Linked DNA regions of Gossypium hirsutum: region 1 is linked to region 2. Evidence: chromatin contacts called from public Hi-C data. All regions are on one chromosome and are shown on one strand. Each heading gives the region's core, a stretch centred on a gene start, on an enhancer-like site or on the middle of the called end of the contact. The rest is flanking DNA. Distances are from core to core; before and after follow the strand shown. Region 1 holds the start of LOC107896361 (nudix hydrolase 16, mitochondrial). Region 2 has its middle 4.9 kb from the start of LOC121207598.

Region 1 (7,142 bases), core at 3,535-6,034, 84 kb before region 2:
AAAGTTGATGACAATATCTGTGTTCTTTTTTTTTTTTTCCTTCACAAGACTCGAAGCCAAGACTTAAAGGGCATCAAGCTTCTTGCAACTCAACCCAACAAACGGTGATTATGACAATATCAATCTATGTTACTAGGGCTTCGGTGCGAGTGTGAGATACCAGTATGTTTAATTTTTTCCAAGTTTTTCTATGTATTTCCAGGTCCCTTGAAGGGTAAAATCTCCATAATCATGTCCCAATATGCATCAAGTATGGGTGTTAGGTCCGAGTACTTCAAGAAAAACTGGGGCAACAAAAACATCAACTATACTAATGACATAATGAATAATATGTAGAGATATCTGCTAAAAACTTCAAAACAATAAGAAACGATCTAATATTAGAAAATATGTTAACATGAAAGAAAACAACATAAAATGCATAATTAAAAGCAAGGAAGAAAAATTTCACCATTAAATCCCCTCGGACTCCCGCCTCTTCAATAGCTTCCCTCACTGCAGCCTCCTCGACCGTTTCATCATTCTCCCAACCTCCCTAAAATCAAAGAGCAAAAATTCCATAACAAAATGTTACTCAAGAAATCCTCTTTTCTTCAAAATATTGATAACGAGAAAGCATGGTAACCAAACAACAGTTAATTTTGACTCCATTTAGGTCAAATATTTTCCGTCTGCAGTTGTCATATTCTTTAATGGCGAGAATAATATAGAACCATGTTACTCAGACTTAAATGTGAGGGTCAAATACGGGATATGCATCCGAAAGAGGTATTTTAAATGTGGTCTTTAGAAGGTTATATGCCCATACCCATGCCCTAAAATATATCCGAGTGGATGTCAGATATGCATATTTCAAGAAAAATTATTGGAAAAGCATCTTAAAATTTAGCTAGGCCTAAGTATTTAGTATTCTAAACTCTAGTTCTATTTTCATCTCAATGATCTCAAACAGTGATTATTATTAACAGGTATGTCTTCGAATATTAATAGCAAGAGAAAACATCCAGTATGGAGAAAAAAACACGAAGTAAAAGATATTGTGAGACTTGCATTTCGGACTCTATCGTCAAATGAACCTTCATATTCAAATATGAATGATGATTATTTCAAGCAATTTTATAGCAGATTTAGTTATGCTCCTCAATTGTTGAGTTTGTAACTATTCTTAAACTCCCATCCACGTGAATAACAAAATTATCAAAGACAAGTTTATTCATTCAAACCTTAACTCTACTACAAGGAACTCTTGTCCATAGACAGCATTACGAACTTTTTCATGAGATTGCATGATCTAATTCAGTAAAATCATATCAGAACCAGAACATCGTTTATTCCTCAACGATTTTCATGAAATATTTAACTCCTATGTAACTCTGACATATTCATTTCCCTGAAGTATATGTGTTCAACACCCATTTCTGACACATACTCGGACATCGGTATGAAGACATGATCCGCTACGGACCAACAAATACATGAAAATCTTAAAATAAAATTGATCATACCCATGTCTGATACATACAAGTCTGAGTAACATAGTTACCTCTCAGCAAATAAATTGTAGTCTAAACTTAAATGCAACATGTCAATCCAATAAAATAGGAAAATATCATAACTACTTACTACCCAATTATTAGACTACCACAGTGCCCTCCCATCATCCAAGAAACAAGTGCAAAGCTCACTTATTCTGATTTGTCGTATGCCCTATATTGCTCCAAATATCTCATTTTTCTTAAGTACCAGTGTCTGATGCCTTTACGGATATGATATAGGGATATAATCCTCCAAAGATCCTCCAAATACATGAAAGCTTGAAAAAATTGAACATACCAGTGCCAAACACATTTATATCCGACACTCGCACTAAAGTTGGAGTAACATAATTATTTTCAACATACTAAGTACACGTAACATAATTATTTTCAAAATACTAAGTACACCAGCTACTTTGTCTTAAATTTTAATAGGAAATTTGAAAGTCAGACACTAGATTATTTAGCTAAAAACTGCAAGAAACAAGAGATAGGAATTAAAGACTACTGGTGAGTAATCCAAAATGCAATTAAATATTACCTGACATTGCAACATAACTAAGGTTGGATACATGCGTTTTTATGAAACTTTTTTATGTTTTATCTATACCAAAAGTAATGTATATATGGGGAAAAATAAATGCAACCATATTCTGCGGGGTATGGACTTATGCAGGTTGGGAATGGTAGGGAAGAACAGGGAAAGAATGAAGTATTAAACTGTATGCCTGAACAAAAGGCTAGTTTGTACCTTTGGAAATAAAAGACCTGGTCCACTAGTTGAGTTAATCATCAGTACCTCGACCACCTTTCCAAATTTTACATCATCTGCCTCATTTGTACTTCTATACCTAAATGGGATACATCTGTCAAGAGAGAAGAGCAAATTTAGCACATCAACATCAACTGCGAATAGAATTTTTACAAAACTTCAAAACTGACACCAAGTGTCCCGTAAGTCCAAAAAGTCTATGTCATTACATTCAGAATGAAACAATTCAATTTCAATCCAAAATAACAAGCAACAAGGGAAAAAGAAGAGAACAGATTGAAGACCTAACATTCTCCCAACATGGTATGTATAAAAATACGGTCATAGTTTGCCGTCAGACGGTAGAAAAAAGGCCAAAAATAGAGAGGAGCCCAATTCAATAACATCTTCCTCATTAATATGCATTTGTATTTGAAGCTCACATCCGAGTCCAAATAACAAATTGAAGGATGTCCTATAACCAAGACAAATTTTTTATTTAGTTCCACCAATTAAGTCAGCATAACTTCAACTGTTAATCATAACTATATGGATTAAGCTGCTTGATCAACCAGTAATAAAGGATAAGTTAGGAAATTTCTAAGATCGTTCATAATCTTCCCTAGTTTTTCTTTGTTTGCCTGCCAAGGAAACAGAATCTATCACCATCATACCATATTATTAAAACAATAACCACTACTATTCAACACAATAAATTTTCCAAGGTCTCACAATCTCCTTTTGTCATATGTCATATCCACCAGAAGTCACTCTCAAGGCCATGTTGATATGCTAAGTCCGTTCCACCTCATGAGTCATTCATGAAATTTTGATATTCCAAGATTACCTCCAAGAGAAAATATCATTTCTTAAGCCAGTGTCACATTTTCCAAACACTTCAACTACCAATTATACTGAAATCTACAAAGAATTATCCTAGAATATTAGTTCCAAAAGCTCATAAGGCAATGTGGAGAAGAAAATTCTACAAATATCGTTCACTTCATCACTGAGAACATGTACCCTCCTTCCAAAGCAATAATCTTATCCATTAAGCAGATATTATTGACATTTCTCATAGAAACAAACAAACAAAAATTAGACACAAACAAAATCCACCAACTAATCCCAAACTTTTGAACTAAAGTAAAACAAAAACAGTAACACCCACTTGCAATTTTCATGTCAAGAATGTAATAAAACATTTCAGAATTAAAATGTGCACTTTTATGCCATTGAAAACAAAACATAATCAATTTATACACACCAAAGTAATATATCCATTTTCTATGGTCATGCCAAGAATGAAAAAAAAATCCATAGAACCTCAAAATGAACCAATCCTAAAAACAAAAACAGGAAGTACCCATTTTCAATCTTCATCTAAAAAATGTAATAAACAACAATTCGAACCTTAAATGAACTATCTCAACACACACCAAAAGAAAAGAAAAACGAACAAACCCTCATCTAAGAATGTAGTGAATCATTCGAACTGTAAAACTACTCATATCTAAACAAACAGATAGATAATATACCAAAAATTAAAAGCCATTTGATATTCCTGTAAACAATGTCCTTAATAAAAATCCACTCCAACCTTCAAATAACCTATTAAAAAACTGCATATACCAATGCACATATACAAGATACACACCAAAAACAAAATACACACATCTGCCAACACAATCCCAGAGACGATACAAACCATTCAAAAATTAAAATGCACCATTAGAATTCAAAAACACCAAAAATAAAACAAACCCATTCTCCAGATTCTTTTAAAAAGGAATATTCTAATTGATCGATCAAAATAAATAAATAACTCAAACCCGATGCTCTAATAAACATTCCAATAACAGAAACAACACCATTCAAAAAGATAAAAAGAACCAAAAATTGATCAATCAAAATTCTCAAAAGCCACATGCAAACATATCTTCCACATCTACATTACACAGTTTAAGCAACTAATCATAACAAAAAACATACCCAGCGACAAGGCGAAAACCAGCCTCGTACCTTTGCTGAAGACGACCCGTACGGGCCACCAAATCCGACATAATATTATGAAAAAATCACAATTTCCTTTTTTTCTTCTTTGTAAATCTCAAATCCTCCTAATTTCAACAAAAGCGATCATGGTTGGTGTTTTTTTTGTTTCTTTTTGGGGGGTTTACAAAAAATGCTCAGGCTTGTACCGGATTATGGTTCATCCATTGCTGCTGGCATCGGAATTGATGGTGATGATCAATGCTAGAAAACATCATTTAATGGTTGTGATTTTCTTGTCTTTTTATGTTAAAACTTGGGGGCGTTCAAAAGTAAAAAAAAATTCGTAATCAATGCGAAATTTCTTTTTCAGTTTTTTGGGAGGAAAGAAAGAAAAAGAAGGAAACTAAGAAACTAAAGAGAGAGAGAAAAGGAAAGCGCTAAGAACGGATCGAGCGGTGGAGTGGTCAAAAACCATGTGAGCTGAGCTGGTTATTATGTGGCTGGATAAATTACAATATGCATCACCTAAATCAAAATATTTACTTTATGCTACCTTTTCAGTAAGTAATTATCAAAATCGGATGTTGCATTTGCTTTTCTATCCTTCAATCCAAGAATTATCAAGTAAGTGGTTGTTTTTGTATTTGAGTATAGTAATTTTTTAAATCAATTATCAAAATAAGTATCATTAAAAATATTTTCTTAAAATATATTTTTAAATACACATCAAATTTATGAGTGTCAAGTTTATTATATGATAAAATCATCACAATACATGTCTTATTTATAAAAAGAAAAATACTATAAATTACGGTGTTCAAGACCTCAATATTATCGAATTCAGGTTACTCAACTTTAACTAGGATATTTATTTAGCAATTAGTACAACCAATTCATTTAATATTAGAACTCAACATTTGTGAGTGTAATGGCGAAGTCAGATAATTATTGTAATGAAGATCGAAATTAGATTATATATTCTTAAGATAGTAAAAATATAATTTCATCATTTTAATAATTTATATTTTTATAATTTTAAAAGATTAAATCAAATTTTTATTATTTTTAGAGGATTAAAGTAAAATTTTACCATTACTAAAATTATAGTGTTCAATAATACCAATTAGTATAACCAATTCATTTAACCTTAGAACTCAACATCTATGAGAGCAGTGGTGAAGCCAAATAATTTTTTAAACAGAATTAAATTATATATTTTTATTGTCATAAAAATATAATGTTATCATTTTAATATTTTATATCTTTTTAATTTTTAAAAAATTAAATAAAATTTTATCATTTTTAGGACTAAAATACAAATTTATATTTACTAATTTAAAATTTTATAAATAAAAAAAATTAAATTAAAAATTTATCATTTTAAAGACGTACTAGGTGAGTGTTAAGTTAATAAAAAATACTACACCCCTTTCTCTTCTATTCCCACAAAATATCAAACATTCAAACTCTCCTAATTTTCCCAAAAATTACCATTTTCTACTTTTTCAGGAAAAAAGATCGTTTAAAGGTTTGAAGAAGTAATTTTACCATGCTGTCAATATGGGGATACCTATAAGTTTCCTCTTAAGTCTTCTCTATCAGAGATTCCTTTGATATTGGGGATACTATTTGATAGGACATTGTATTGCATTGATGTTGAGTTCAGGCTATTTAACATCACATCTTATGATTGGTGAGTTTAGCAACTTCCAAACCCTATAAATATCTCACAACGCCTCATTTCGTTTCTCAATTACATCTAATGGTTATCATTTACAGCTTAAGAAAATAAGTAAATTGTTGTCAGTGCTTTGAAATAGTTGTCAAGTGAAAAAAGAAGTACAAAACAAAAGGTTTTGAGTTTTCTTCTTCTTCAATGCATGTAGATACTTGATGCCACCAACTCGCTCTTTTTAGGATTTACGCGCCTAAGGATTTGCGGCTTTCTCCTAATGCGAGAGCACTTTACAAAAGTTGCCCACTTATGCGAAAAGTCATGTCCAGTGGCTTAGGCAGATAAGTCATGGGTATCAATTTAGGCGGGTGCACATGGCAGCTGAGACCATCAAAAGTCACTAGATAGTAATGTGTTAGCGACTAGGGAAATGGTTTAAAGCTTTTCAGGCACATACGCTTTAGGGTTTGTGATTATGGTGGCATTGATGACCCTAGACATACACAAAAATAGTTATGTTTGCCAGTCAAATCAATCGATAGGGTGTATCATCTCTGTGAAACTAGCAAAACTGGTAATGTTTTCAGAATTGGACTGGACCAGCTAGTATACCCGGTAATCAATCCGTAAACCGAACGGATTGGTCGGATTAAAAACCGATCAATAAACCAATCCAATGATAAATAATAAAAAATCGGTCAAAACGCTTTTAAACCATGAACCGGTAAAAATGGGTCAAATCGTTTTTTGCATTTGACACACAGAAAATAATAAAAAAATAACTTGAAAAAAAAAGCCAAAAGGTTGCTGCCTTCTTGTTGCTCCACTGCCGTCGGCAACTAATTGCTACCTTCTTGTTGCCGCCGGCCACCCACCATATTCAATCAAAGAACAATAATGACAACTCAATGGGGTTGGCTTTGAGCTTGGGTGATTCGATATTCCACCAAGCGATTTTCGTTTCTAGAGAAAAACCCAATGGATTTGAGTTGTAAGATGAAAAAGTTCAGATAATAGGAAAAAAGTTGGAAAATAGAAAAGAGAGATGAAAAGATGTTAAGCGGCTAGGGAAAATAAAAATGATGAGACTAGGGTTTTGTCAAATTTTTTTGCTATGGGCCTAACATAGCTGGGCCTTACTAGTAATTTTGCTCCACTAAAAGTTTGGTCCAAGTTGTATTTTAAA
Region 2 (7,592 bases), core at 1,800-4,299:
TAGTTCTACCACAAAGGCTACTCTCAAGGAGAGAAATGAGTGTCACAAACCTTCCTAGAGTTCTGGAAGAGAAACAAAAGCCCCATACTATACTTGTCCTATTTCACGGAACTACTTCAATAACATGAGTCCAACTAAATATCTGGAAGTTTCAGGTTATGGACTTGCCTTCCACTACCCATTTTTTAGGTTTCATCAATGGTCTAGTGCATGGGCTTGTTTTCAGTCCTAAGATCCAGAAAGTCTATCATGCAATCTGAAATATAATTTCCTCACCGATAACCTGTAATATGAAATTAATCTATTTTGGTAAGTACCGCATCCAGACCAGATCTTGGCAGAAACGAAATCATAGTTTCATCTTCTACTTGATTACATTAGTATGATTGCAGTTTATTCCGGTAAAATTTTATCGCAAAATTGAGATACAGGCCAAACTGATACGTCCTTCAGATAGCAAAAATACTATCCTTATCCATGAATGCTATCAATTCGGACAACATGTAAACGTAGCACAAGTTCTAGGATAGTCAGAAAATTCTCTTAAAATGATTTGAAAGGCTTAGGAATTAATTGCATATCCATGATGGTGGAGGACAACTGGACAAGCTTATGTCAATCGGACTTGGGTGGGAGCATTAGATACAATTAGCGTCCAGCATGAGTAAATTTTTTCCATGTATTTAGATGCTTTTTGGTGAGTCATATCCTCATACCCAAGTCCGGATATGCATCGAACACATGTATTTCAAGAAAATAAAGAGTGGGAGCAACATAGGGATAGGTTACCATTTCAAGTTCTCGATGGTTACTGTAAAATATGTTCAAAATTGAAAGAACCTCAAACTCAACCAACTCAGACAAAACATTAAATATTAGTCATCCTATCGTTTTCATAAATAATCCAGAGTTAAAATAAAGCTTACCATTTCAAGTTCTTGAGCCATCAAAATACAAGGCCCACACCATGTTGCATAGAAATCAATAATTATGGGTACTCTTCTCTCCCTCTTACTAGCTCCTCAATTTCTTGAGATGACATCTTTTTCTGCTCACCCAAAATGACAATATCAAAGTCATCAATTTTCAAAAGTCAATAATACACCATTTCATTATGGACAAAAGCAGAAAATGAAAAGCATCCTCCTACCAAAGTTTCCATTAATAATTAGTATCCTCTATTCATCAATTGATTCTATTTCTCAATAGCAGAGGCAAGGCTGCGGGTGGAAGCAGGACTTAGTCCACCTCATTCCCTGCTCCTGCATGGGTACTGAAAAACATTTGCCTCCATAGATGTTGGTTACATATATAGTCATTCCATATTACTCCTAGTCGCCGCAACCCACTTTTTACTAATGATTTTTAGTTTAATATTGTACAAATATGTATAATAACTTTGTTAATGAACAAAACTTCACCATATACAATTATTTTGTATATGGATACATATGCATATACATATACCTATACCTATATAAAAGATTGTTGTATATATATGGTTTTAGTATATACAGTACTTTTCCACCAGCCCCTTCCATTTTTTATTTTGTTTTGCCAACCTTACAAACAATCTATCTAAAGAAGTATAATAACAGGATTAATACTCTTCAAATTCCACTATTTTATTTTCTCAAAATTTCAGCAACCCAACAGGGAAAAAAGCTACAAACTGAATTATATGTATATGGGAAGATTCATGAGAAACAAAAACGAAAAATACAATTGAATTCCAAGTCAACAATCAATAATTTCACTTAATCTTTCCAGTGATGAATAACCTAAAAAGTCATAAAAGCACTTCATTTATCTTCCTTTTTTTTTTCAATTTCGACAGAAACCCAATAGTGCAAATGACAAAGCAAAACAAACCCAGAAATGAAAATAAAAATAAATTAAAGAAGAAAGAAGAAGAATTACCACAAGATAATCTTCCCTGACATATTTGCCAAGTGGGGGTTTGCAAAGCAGCTTTCTGGGTTGTGTTGAAAGTGAGAAAGGTCTAACCTTTGTTGTAGAGAAGAAGAGTGAGTTTTTGGAATGGGTTTTTGATGAAAAAACAATGGGTGAAAGTGAAGGAATTTGGTGAGGAAGTGTGTGGATTTGGAGGAGAGCCATTTTTTGAAAATGAAAAAAATAGAGGTTTAAGCCTTCAAGTATTTGCAGTTTGAGGGGTTTAACTAAGCAAGAAAAGTTTTGTAGATATTATAGTGGATATGTTTGGTTACATGAATATTCTTACTCGGATTCGGAATTAAGATTTTCTCACTTTGCAGCCAATAAGAAAAGGGATAGTAAAAAGTCGATTATTCCATATTATTATGTTTTAGTTTTGGTTGGAACAATGTTGAATATTTCATATATTATTCGAATTAATTTTATTTATTCGGATAATGATTTCTATTAAGGTATTCATTTATGATCTAATTCTTATTTATTTTAATATTTTACACTTTAAAAAATTAATTTAATAAAATTGAATATTTAGTTAATTATATACATAAAGGATATCTTCAAATTAATAGTCAAAATGATTTTAACTAATTAACTATTAATTTGATTGGTATTATATTAACTAAAAAATAGATTCTCAACTATAAAACATTAGTCATATGCTTATATTGACTAAAGATGAATTTGGATAGATAATGAAAAGTAATATATTTATTTTATTTTTTATCTTATGTTATAATATCATTACAATATCTAATTTAAATATTATCAATATTTTTATACTAATCACAAATAAATATTTCATTCATCCACCCTCAATTAGAATACATTTTAAATTTATCAGCCAAAATCTATTTCACCAAACCAATTTCAGCCTGACAATTTCTTTTTTGTCAGCTGGATTGAAAAATAGGTGAAAAAATAATAATATAATAATCAGGGCCTTTTTTACCCAAAAACCAGTAAAATGAAAGCGGTCATATCAGCACAGTTGATCAAAATACGACAAGCTTTTTTGCAACCTTGAACAGAGCAAAATGGGTCCAGTGACACCGATTTTGAGGCTTGGGGCCGTGGCCTATTGAGTCAAATCCTGGCAAACTGAGAAGGCGGAAAACGGGCGGCAGAGATCGATTTCCAGGTCATGGAAATCAACATACAGGCCTGACATAGAAAGGTCAAATTCGAGCAACGTTTTCCAGGCCTGTTTACCCGGATTCCCACACCACTAAACCTTTTAAAACCCCCAAAGCCTACACTATATCCATGGTAAAAAAAGAGTTGTCAAATTTTATTTTACTCAAAGTCATCTTCATCAGTGTTTTTAGAATGTTTTTTTTAGTTTAAAATCTTAAATTAGAATTATATTAAATTTAATTATATTAAATTCAAAATTTTATTTATTTATTAATATTGAGATATAGATATTTATATATAAATATTCTAAATTTAATATATTATTACAAATTATAAAAATGACAACATCATCATGTTCTCAAACTATTTCGAACTACACTTCTTTTTATATTACTCAAATGGTAAAATAATTTTTATAGCATTAGGAAAATGTTGATAATAATAATCTAAATGGTCATTACTAATTAAATTTTTTATATAATCAAACTTTTTGCAGTCCTACGATCATGTTCTTAAAACAAAGAGGCATAACAAATGAGATCATCGAGATAACTGCTTGCATGTGTACCTAGATGTAGTTAGATTTGGTCATGCATTTAGGATCGAGAGTTTTAATTTGAACCAGGAATTGATATATACATGGGTGGAATGGTGGAGAGTTGAAACACATACCTTCCACTTGCTATGTAGGGAGTGTACAATCACACTACAACATGTAGCATTCTGATTGGGGCTTCCCATAGATGGCTTCCCAGTCACCAGTGTCAGCGCAATCATTGAAACTTGCAGACAACTACTTGGCAAGATACCAGATAAAGGAGATATGGAGGGAGCCAAAGTGAATATGGTTTAGGAAAAATTTTGAAATTTTCGCATAAGAGCCTATATTTTACATTTGTTAGGTGGAGTGTTGATGCTAGGAAATTCGACAAATAGGGTACATTTGATGTACCTAGAGTTAATTCGAGACTTCCAATTGATTTCGCATTATTGTTGGAGGCTTTATCTTAACATTCTTGTATTAGGAAATGTGTTGAACAACGAATCAAAAGTCACAAAATATTGGAAGATGCCTACTTTTGCTTTGATCGTGGGCTTCGTACAGAATGCCTTTTTTGGCCCTAGTAGGTCGATTTAATTTATTCCCTTTGGTTAATAGGTAACCTATAAATTTTTTTATTTTGTATAGTAATGCTCGAATTATTTTTTGTTGTTAATAACCGTGTTAAAATATTTTCAACAAATGGGGGAAACTTGACATGGGTTCAGTTCAAGGGACGAATCTACTCATTTTTAAACAAATTGGTAGATTCTTCTATTAGATCTAGGATAATCATAGAATCTATATGTTATTATATATTATACTTATGCTTTAAGACTTTAAGACTTCAGTTTATGAAAAGTAAAATGAAATGCAAGTTAACATTTTTTTTTATTTTTTTACAGTTTCGATGGTTGTCAAACGTTGACCCCAAGATAGTCGGTATCGTCATACCCAAATTCCTATATTATTGGTGATAAGGAATGAGGCGGATGAATGTGAAAGCGGATCGTAAAGTTTGTCAAAGTCGCAGATTTGACTTAGGGCTTTAGATGTTCAAAAAGAAACTTGAATTTTGACACAACCTGAAACGCAAATAAATCCAAGTCAGATAAAAATAAAGAAAACAATTATAAATAAATAACTAAGGTGAATAAGATAGAATAATGAAATCTAATATTAGAATTAATAAAGAAGATAGATAGAAATATAGAACGTGGTATATAGAAGTTCTAAGAAGCTTTAGAAACACGAAGAATCCACAATCCCTTTCAAACAACCCTAACTTTCCCTCCAAGAAAGAAAACTTAGCAAGAAAAAGTTTGAAATTGATCCCCACAATCTGTAAAGATTGTTAAAACTCTTCAACAACAAACTCAAGAGAAATTCTTAAAAAAAGAAAACTCAAAAAGAATTTATTAATTCAAAAGAAAAGTTGAATAATAATGAATTTATTGATTTGTGGACAATGCAACTACCTAAATAAATCTAAATAAAAACTCTTAAGTATACTAGAATTTTAATTAATCTAAACAAGAAGTAGTTTTAAACTAAACTTTCTTATTGACATAAAACTCCCAAATAACTTTAAACTACTTAATAATTATTAAAATTTCAGAAAAATAAAGTAATAAGAACTGATAAATACAATATTGGGCTCATATATAATAAAAATTAAGCCTAAAACTTGAACCCAATATGATTTAAACTCGAATTAAAAGCACAATACTCATAATTCTTATCATAATCCTGTCAAAAAATTTTGCTCGCGGAGTCTTCACTAATACAGTCATAACTTGAGTTCCCGAACTTAAAATCGAGTCATTCAAAGTGCGTTTCGAAATTAAGGGATAGATCTTCGAACGCTATTAAGACATCTCAACCTAGAAATGCCAAGATCCTATCCAAAAAGTCATCGCACTTTTGCTGATTTCCCAAGCTTGAAAATTGGTATCTTCTGTGAATGAAATTTAATAAATTTCACCCCATCCATGCATGTATCAATTGGTCGAGCATATGAAACATTAACTTGGCAAATATAAATTTTGCAATTGTCGAGTAGCATCACGAAAATCGCATGTTGCGTCAATTCGGAACATATCAGCGTCTTCCAGTTGAACTAGTTGAGCTAAGCAAGACTCATGACGAGGACCTTCGAGGCAAGGCAAACAAGTTTTGGCCCCAGGAGCATTATCAGTGGATCTGCCTCTGGGACAACAGATTAGGATGAGTTGCTGACGAGGTTAGCATACTAAACATTGGATTTTTAAATGTTCAAACAATATTAGAGGTGGCTCTAGGAAAATGGGAAACCATTTTTACGTGTTGATATTGATGGATTCATATTTGGTGTTCGATTGAGACAAGGCGTTGTCAGGCTTGCACCTCGTTGATACGCAACCAGTGCAGCCAACCTTAAGCATGGATCAGTTCCAATGTATGCACCTTCATCGTCCCCTGTTGCTGAATTTGCAGATAATCCAGAAGCTCCACTTTGAATGGAAGATTACCAGGTGGACACAATGTGCTTTATTGATTCGGAGCAAGCTCAAGAGAGGGTTCTAGATCCTATAGAAAATTTCTTGGACTAGAATATGTCAAATAATGTAACATTTGATGATCAAAATTTTCAGCGACAATCCGACATCTTTAGTTTTGACAGATGACCTAATGTTGGGGAGAGCTTGTTTGGTAATAAGAACCCCTCCCTCGTGAGTCTGTCAAGCCCATCCACTCTAAAATTGGAGGCTCCTGATCCTATTAATACAATCCCTACCCCACTGGCTACAATGATGTCTCGGACAAAAGATGATGATCCTGGCACCCCTTTGATGATACAAACTCGCATCTTGCCCAACAACGTCAACTACCCCAACGATATATGACATAGTCAAATCATATACTTCTCAGAATTTTTAGACGGTGAGTTGCATTTTTTTTCAACATTTAGTTATAACTTTTTTGTTTTTATTTGTACTGTTTTAGTCATTTCGTTGTAACTTCTTTTTTTTGTTTTTACTTGTACTTTTAATCATTTAGTTGTAACTTTTTTCTTTTTAGTTGTATCTTTTTTTATCATTTAATTGTATATTTTTGGTTTTTAGTTGTTTATTATATTTTAGTTGTATTTTATTTTTTGTTTTTAGTAGTTTCGATGTTTGAACAATTTTTTTTACTAAATCATACCGATAGAAATAAAAATACAGGATTAACATATATCATACTATTTTCAATAATATCAATCTAGTCATATTTCAAATTCTTAACTTTACAAACAATGTAATTACGATCTAGATCTTGAAGTTGATGGTTGTCTAACATATATATGTCAATGGAAACATTTATTGCAGTTGTGCCCAACGTTTCTACAAAGGCCACATCTTTTTGGTTTACATGTTTTTCTTAAATCCATCTCGTTTTAAATTCGACTTGACTATGATTAACATTGTGATTTGTGACGCAATTCCGAGTTCAATAGGAAAACAAACATAAGTTTTGGCAAAAAATCCTAATATGCTTCATTCTTCATCCGAAGGAACTCATGTCTCTAAACATTGGAAAGTTGCTCAAATCTGTACACGTCGTCCACGTTTTGCATATAGTTGACATAAAAAATGGTAAATGCTATCGAAACCATTTTTTCGAAACTATTTTTTGGAAAAAAATGGGTCGACTTTGGTTTTGAAAATAAAAAACGAAAATTGAGAGTTGCTACCAATCCTTTTTAATGAGGTGTGATCGGGTCACCTCGTAAAAGTGCTTATTTTTAACAAATGGTTTGATTTATTTAAACAACGATTTTGGTTCACGAAATTCAGAAAAACGGGTTCGGGAGTCGGTTACGCACGAGGAAGGATTAGCACCCTCGTAACGCCCAAAATCGGTACCTAGTTGATTAATTAGTGTCTTAGTGTCGAAAATTTGAAAAGATTTCAGAATACAACCCCTATAAAAAACTGTT

What was found. A called contact is a pair of places that touch in the nucleus more often than the background predicts.
Region 1: a contact with region 2 is called in a Hi-C map of leaf, with 2.4 times the contacts expected there. The contact joins the promoter of LOC107896361 here to the enhancer-like site in region 2. A contact is called at or near these places in 15 of 34 Hi-C or Micro-C datasets (callus, leaf, seedling and 1 more).

What each region holds. Positions count from the first base shown.
Region 1 is chrA10:106,195,956-106,203,097 of Gossypium_hirsutum_v2.1, reverse strand. LOC107896361 (nudix hydrolase 16, mitochondrial) reads right to left here and starts at 4,784. Exons shown (of 4, transcript XM_016821514.2): 1 at 4,279-4,784; 2 at 2,287-2,401; 3 at 452-535. The coding sequence starts at 4,349.
Region 2 is chrA10:106,109,553-106,117,144 of Gossypium_hirsutum_v2.1, reverse strand. It overlaps the pseudogene LOC121207599. Among protein-coding and RNA genes, the nearest start is that of LOC121207598, 4.9 kb to the right of the region's middle. Within about 2 kb of position 3,049, at least 7 of the 9 cell types and tissues checked have an H3K27ac peak or open chromatin away from gene starts, as enhancers often do. A contact at or near this core is called in leaf, where this site is marked.